Linked DNA regions of Mus musculus: region 1 is linked to region 2. Evidence: chromatin contacts called from public promoter capture Hi-C data. All regions are on one chromosome and are shown on one strand. The core of a region is the stretch at or near the end of the contact, and the rest is flanking DNA. Distances in the headings are between cores, read along the strand shown. Region 1 has its middle 23 kb from the start of Gm33841. Region 2 holds the start of Pla2r1 (phospholipase A2 receptor 1).

What was found. Promoter capture Hi-C pulls out the DNA fragments that hold promoters and counts their contacts.
Region 1: a promoter capture Hi-C map of embryonic stem cells shows a contact between it and region 2, with 3 times the contacts expected there. The contact joins the enhancer-like site here to the promoter of Pla2r1 in region 2. A contact is called at or near these places in 8 of 39 promoter capture datasets (the C10 cell line, cranial neural crest, embryonic stem cells and 3 more) and 1 of 9 other capture datasets (embryonic stem cells).

The regions. Positions count from the first base shown.
Region 1 is chr2:61,554,639-61,558,165 of GRCm38.p6, reverse strand. No RefSeq gene overlaps it. Among named protein-coding and RNA genes, the nearest start is that of Gm33841, 23 kb to the right of the region's middle. Within about 2 kb of position 2,120, at least 10 of the 459 cell types and tissues checked have an H3K27ac peak or open chromatin away from gene starts, as enhancers often do.
Region 2 is chr2:60,551,915-60,555,534 of GRCm38.p6, reverse strand. Pla2r1 (phospholipase A2 receptor 1) reads left to right here and starts at 2,227. Exons shown (of 30, transcript NM_008867.2): 1 at 2,227-2,525. The coding sequence starts at 2,405. It overlaps Gm13583 (a long non-coding RNA gene), which reads right to left. Exons shown (of 3, transcript XR_374557.4): 3 at 2,519-2,747.

The DNA of each region.
Region 1 (3,527 bases), core at 871-3,370, 1.0 Mb before region 2:
GTTACCAAACAGTGAGCAAGTCAATGTATCTGAGACCACACAATGATTGACATTTTATAAGTCAAACAGAGAGATACGGAACCTCATTCTGTGACTGCTGTTTCCAGCTCTGAGGACGGCTGATACAGTTTTTTGACAGTGTGGAGAGATGTGTAATGTTGGTTCATAACCACAAGCTGTAGAGTCAGAAGGTAGCCTTAACTTGGTGACTTGGCACACGTTGCTTTCTTAAATGGGAACGAAGTGAGATTAAGAACAACAATGTCACCAACACATTTGCATGCAGTTGTTCTTTGCTGAGAATATGTGCATGTTTGTGCATGCGTGTGTGCGTGTGTGTCTGTGTGTGTGCGATTTTATAATTCTCTGCTTTTTAAACTTTATTTACCAAAGCTAGGCATATCTTGCAAACATACTTATATGGGACCACTTGTATGTTACAGAGCAATGCTAGGGGATGCCATAAACCCGAGGGTCACTGCTCCATGTGAGTGAGTAAGCTTCTTGCCCTTAATTAAAATCCTTTACCAAGTTGTTTTTGTTGTTTTTACAAATCATCAAGTTCACCTAAGACTCAACTTAGAAAATTATCTTTCCACCTTAAATGAAAAGACAGACTGACCTTGGAATCATGTTCTATCTAAATCACTGCCTCTTTCACACCTCAGAGGAGTGAGGGCAGATCATTTTTTTCATGCCTACATTGTGAGCCACTATAGAAAGTAGGAACTATATTTTTCAACCTATGTTTCGTTAAGTATGGTTCAGTGCCCGCCAAGGCACTGTTGGTTGATACATTTTTATCAAATGAGAAGAATGAATAAATGTCAATAGTTTAATAGCGGCGGGGATATTAAAGAGCTTTTCAGGTTCCCTGGGTCTATTGACAGATTTTTGAGCTCTAATGACTACATCTCATTTTAAATGTGTTTTCCCTGCTAATTAATCTTACCACAGTTCACAAATGCTCATAAAATAGCAAGGTCATTCACCTAAGAGTGTTTTCTGCCCCTCGCTCCCTTATTAAGCATCCCTGGCAATGATTTGGACTTCCCCAAAGAGTTGTTATATAGATTTCATATCATTTAGAGGGAGAAAGAAGGGAACAATATGATCAATGAAATTAAAGCTTTTGCATAATTAGGGGAAAAGCACCTTTTGCCTGGCACAACTTCAATCTTCTTTCCCACCAGCTGCTAAGTCATTTTCATATCCCTGGCTGCTTTCTCCAAGCACAAACACACCTGTTCTCCCAGTTCAGCATCCATTTTATGTTGGCGCCTTGTGAGCAGGAGATGGGAGTGTGTTTGACTTGCGTCAGAGAGCTGAATAATCATCTTGATTCTGAGATGGCAGTCGTCCACTTTGGCAGAGGTAGGTAACTGAGTACTGGCCAACTTCAGAATTTTTCTCCTGAGACTTTGAGCAGGACAGGCCACTTAGCAAATAGTTTGTAGGATCATTACACACTTGTATTTCTTCTCTGGTCCACTTATTTCTCTCTTAATCTGCAAAAAATGCTTCTGGAGTATTTGTGCCTGATGCAATGGTCAGAAGGCTATATCACAACAAACCAATCGTGTGCTCTGAAGTTCAGTTTGACAAGGAAGGGTGGTTTTAAAGGAAAGGTTAGTCCATTCTATCTTTCCTGAGGACTAGGAGTAATACAGAATATGAAAATACCAAGGGATGTTGAGTACTTTAGATAGGGTTCGAGAAACTTGGGAGATAAATTCAGGACTGTTGTCTGACTGGAGAGAAGCTAGGATTCCAAATTGAGAGATGGTCTCATAGAAAAGGAGATCAGAGACTGTCTCAGCCCCTTTGTTGTAGCCAACATGGCAACTCCTTCCCTGGCACTCAAGGAAGAAACTTGATCAGATGCATAAAGTCTGCACAGCGTACACACAAATGTGAAAAAAAGATAAAGGCGAGTGGTAGAGCTGAAGATGAAGGGAGGCCAATGTTAGAGTAATTGTCGTACTGACTGGCAGGATCTGGCAAATGTGAGGGCTAGTCACTCTCCTGCTAGACTTTTAGGTTCTCATTAGGTAGAGATGAACATTCAAGGTTTTAGTATGGACTCTCCATCATGTGCCTCCTACAGGATGTTCAGGGTGACTGGTTCATTTGTCAGGGAAATTGCTTGTAGTCTCCACCCCTGGCTGATTTACAATAGTTTCCAAAATAATGGTGTCATTCTGAGGATTTCTTTCCATTGTTCTAATCTGTATTCCTTCCATCTGGCTCGTACATCACTCATCTTAATTAGTAACATGCCATCCTTGTCTGGTTCTCTTTTGCCAGCAAGTCATTCATTTCTGAAATAACTTCTTCACCTCCGTCATATAGTTTAGTATTTGCAACAGGAAAACAGTAACCTCGCACATTCTTCCCTTAGCAGGGAAAAAAAATGAAATCATCCACAGCAATGCTAATTAAGTGGAGTTCAACATTAGCTTTAATTTAAATCACCTCTCCTGAGACTTCCTAGCATATACCCGGGGTGTCATAAAATATGAAGCCACACTCCCTCTCAATTAGCATCCATTTATTTGGGAACAACACCAAGCAGCAATAAACAGGCACAACCTGTTCTTTTTCTCTCATATTCTGCCCAGCAGCAGCCTGCTCATCGTTTCGCTTCCGAAGCAGCATCTCCCTCTCTGTGACTGTGTTAATCCACAAGTCGGGCAAGGTAAAGATGCGTTCCAGGCATTTTCCCTGTCAAATCTTCAGTGCGGAACTGTATCACAGTAGTGAGTTGGCTACAGAAACAATTTACATACAATTAAAAGGAACACTAGGTCAGCCTTGAAGTAAAAAAAATGCTTTAGCCAGAGGTGTCTGTATACAGAAAGCAACTTGGAAGTGGAGGTAGTGGAAGAGAGAGAGGCATGATCTGACTCTGTTAGGTTCTCAAATCAGGCCTTTATAGGAAATCCCTTTTTATATCTGCTGTATACTGCCACGTCCTCTGTTGGCCAGTGCTCCCATCACTGAGCCTTCCTGATCTCCCTCCCTCATTGCTGTGAACTGCTGGCACCTACCGATAATGGCACGATGGTGCTCTCATTTATGGTGTTCATTTAGCCACCCCAGGGAAACACCTGAATCATAGGCGGAGCTTTAATGTTGTATTGCTCTACTTTCATTTCATGGACGTTAAGTGCCAATAGAGAACACTTTTATTTTTAAACACATTTTAAAATAAGATGGTTTTAAAACTATACGCTTCTCATATACAGTAAGATATCTTGAAGCATATGCACACATAGTAGTTAAATCCAGGTAATTAACAAATGTGTCACCTCACATGGTTATTATTACAAAAAGAATACTTAGCACCCCTTATATTGTAACATAGAATCATTAACTATAGTTATCAAACTTGATATTATTCCTCCCAACTACACTTTTATAATCTTTAATCAATAGCTCTTCCTTACCCTCCTCCAACTACTTCTGCCTCTGGTAGCTACCATTCAACTCTCTATTTCTGTAGAATCTACTTTTGCAGATTTCAT
Region 2 (3,620 bases), core at 978-3,477:
CACACACACACACACACACACACACACACACACACACCACGGTAGACTGTGCTAAGTCCATTACTCATTTGATACAACATTCTGAACATCATCCCACAATGAGCTAATGTTTTTCTGCCCATTCTACAGACAAAGGTTTAGGGAAAGTTAGTCACAGTGCCGACAAGTTGCCACCATCCCTCTCACTGCCTCAAAAACCTGAAATGGAAGTCCAGGATAAACATAATGATTCTTTTTCTCAAAGACAAAATAAAAAACAAAAAACAAAAACAAAAACAAAAAAAAAAACACCACAGATCTCTGCCTTGAAGCCATAATGTTGTGGGAAGACAAGAACACAGTAGCTCTTTTTGAGTCTTTAATGTTGAGTATGATATGCAGTGTCATAGGCCAGGAAGCTGTCTTCACCCCTCTTCATTATACTAATTGCTCTGAGGATGAAATATGACTTATTTCCCTCTCTTCTCCTCCTAGTCAGGGCTCTGCCACTTCAGAATATTATTTGCATGGATGGGGAAAGACTCCCCTGCCTCATTATACAGAAGCTAAACTTGAGGCCCTACCAATTTAAAGGCTTAACCATGGTGCCTGCTGTCCTAGGGTGCCTGGTGGCTGCATTGTTCCAGCTTGTCACACATCCTCTCTGATAAATGCTTCATCCTAACCTTTGTTTCTCACCACTTCTGGTCTCAGCCAGCCTCTCCTTCCCACATCACCACTCGTGGTGTGACCATCAGAGCCCATTCCAGTTCCTCCTGTCTTGCTCCCCTTTGGTCTCACTGCCCTGCTTCCTTCAGAGATTAATATCAGCAACCAACTCGGTTATCTAATTAGGCCACATGGATTGCATCTGCCTGCCACAACTGATGCCAGTCATCTTAATGAGGACTGAATCTTCCCACTACAGGCAACATTCCCACAGTAGTGTGGTTCGAGGCCAACAGAGAGAAAGTCGGGGTTGGTGACTGCAGACTGTGTGGTATGCGGTGCTCACAACATGCGTTTTCTGCCTATTGTCAGGAAAGACTTCTGTGTATACTGCTATTCTATAGACTCGAGAAGTACACATTGAGTCTTCTCTCGTCTTCCTCTTCAGCCTTAGTCCTTCAATTTCCTTCTCAGAGGACAACCAGACATCTTTCCTTAAGCCATGCCCCTGATACCTCCAATCCCAAGACTTCTCAAGACTCTCACTGTGACTGAAGTATACACATCTTGCTAGCTCACAGAACTCAAGGCTTACTTAACCTCCACCAGCAAGCTGTCTAGGTTCCAGCAAGACTAAGGCCCTATCTCCCTCCGACCATCACTCCTGGCTATGCATACCTTGTAGGCAGAGGCATATTTCCTGAGTCTGGCACTGTAATTGTCGGTTTTGTTATTGGCAAAGTAAGACAGGTCCTCCAAGATCCCATCATCTGTCCTCCTTTCCCCCAGGTTCCCTTTTACTGTCTTCCCACTTCTGTTTTACCCGCTATGCCAAGGTCTTACTTAGGCAAGGGCCTTGTATCAGACTGCTTGCTCTCTTATGTATTGAATGCTTCCTGTATAATAAATGTTAGTTATTTGGCGGGGAAGGTGGGCAGTTAGAAAGACTGCGACTGGTCACGGTTTGGGCAGCCTGATGTTTTGTATTTATTTGTTGTTGTCTACTAATTTAGGGAGTAAGTTTTGTTGAGTTAAGGAGTAACCGAGATCCAGTCACACACCTTTCTGACTGGGTTCTTCAACTCTACAGTGTGGGATATTTGATTAGATGAAGATGATCTAAGAAAACGGAAGCCTGGGGTTATTTTAAAATAGGATAAAGCTGGATACTGAAGGTGACTTCTGGTTACTCTGGAGCAATGTTGAAGACCAGGTTGGGCCCCTAGGTGTCTCCTGTGCTCTGCATTCCAGAGGCATCCCGGGCCTGAGTTCACCCGGCAGCTCTTTTGACTCCTCTGCCGGCAGCCAAACCCTTGCAAATCCAGTGGGCAGGTTTCTTCTCCTGGAGAGGATTAGCTCGCTCACCCACACTGGGGACGGGTGACCAGGAATTGCAGCAAATCCGAGAGAGAAGTTTGAGCACTCATGGAGCAGGGAAGGGGAGCCACGGTGCTGCTTTAGCCCTACTTTCTCCTAACCCCAAAAGGCCAGAGTGTTTAAGCTGCACAGGGCCCGGCCCTTTTTCCTGCTCCCTCCCCAAAGCAGTGTGGGCGGGGCGGCGAAAACTCCGCTATTTGCGTCTCCACGCCCAGAGTCCCAAGTGTACACGCTGTGGCGACAAGGGAGGCGAGTTCATCTCCAGGGCTCTGGGATGGCGTGGTCCTCAAGAAGAGTGGTAGCTTCTCTTGCCTCCTGCAGCCTAGTCCAGAGCAGGGGACACGGTTCTGATTCCCGTGGGTGTCACCTAGCGTGCCTGATGGTGCAATGGTTAGCGATGCTGCAGCTGCTCTGGCTGCAACAGCTGCTGCTGCTGGGGATTCACCAGGGCATCGCCCAAGATTTGACTCACATCCAGGAACCGTCCCTCGAGTGGCGTGGTGAGTGTCCGCAGCGCCGAACTGGGGGCTGATTGGCACCCGGGACTCGGGGCGGAAAACGGGTAGGAGTTGAGCAAGACAAGTAAGAGCAAGGCCTAGTTTGTATTGTGGTTGCTTGTGTACTGTCCCGGGGCAGATGGGACAGTCTCTTCCGCACATCCTCTTGTCCTCCAAATTAGGGCGAGGTAAGGGGCAGGGTCTTGCCTTCCAGGCTTGCGGGACCTAGGAGAGTAGAAATAGTTTCAAAATGCAAACTTTACACGGGTTGATTAAGAGGGTCACCTTTCAGATAATGCTGACAAAAAGATGTCTTCTTTCATTACCTTCCAAAGGGAGAAGTTGGATCTACATTCTACAGATAACCCCCAAACAGGCCTGTCTGCTACGCCCCTTGGGGAGGCGGGGCTCAGTGGGGTGGACAGCGATGGGATTTGTACCTTCTGGTCCTCCGTTTCTCTAGGCTGAACAATGGCTCTATAATATTCATGAACCACTGACAAATAAGTTACACAGCCCCCGACACGCGTACAAACTGATAAATGCAGCATCGGTTTGAGCATCAGCCCACATACAGTAAGGCCCCAACGTGAGCATAGAAGGAAGCCCAAGGAAAAGAATCAGTGTCCGCAAGGAGCAACTCAGGCCCGAGTCTCTGAGACATAAAAGGTGTGTCCCTGAACGCGTGACTGTGCCGTGATCAAAGGCAAGCAGGTGGCCTTAAACCAGAAGGAGCCTCCTGGCAGCTCCTGTGCGTTCTGTCCTAGGAAAACCTTTGGCGAAGAGGCATAAAACAAGATGTAATCCAGTTCTTTGTTCTTTTATTTTTCCTTCAACATATGCACACATTTTTAAGTTGTTTTTTTTTTTTTTTTTTTCCCTCAGTTGTACTTCAGAGCACTCTAGGGGCTTTATCCTCACCAAGGCTAAACCACACCAGCTCTTCCTATTCTGGAGCAGCCAGAAATGCTCTTAGGTATTTTTCAGTTAAGTAAAACTCTAAGTACACAGGGGCAAGCATATGCATAGATAGGCAGTTGGCCACTTTGTATCTTAGCGTGGAGATCCTGCCTGGGCTTAAGTGTTAGGAAAGGGCAG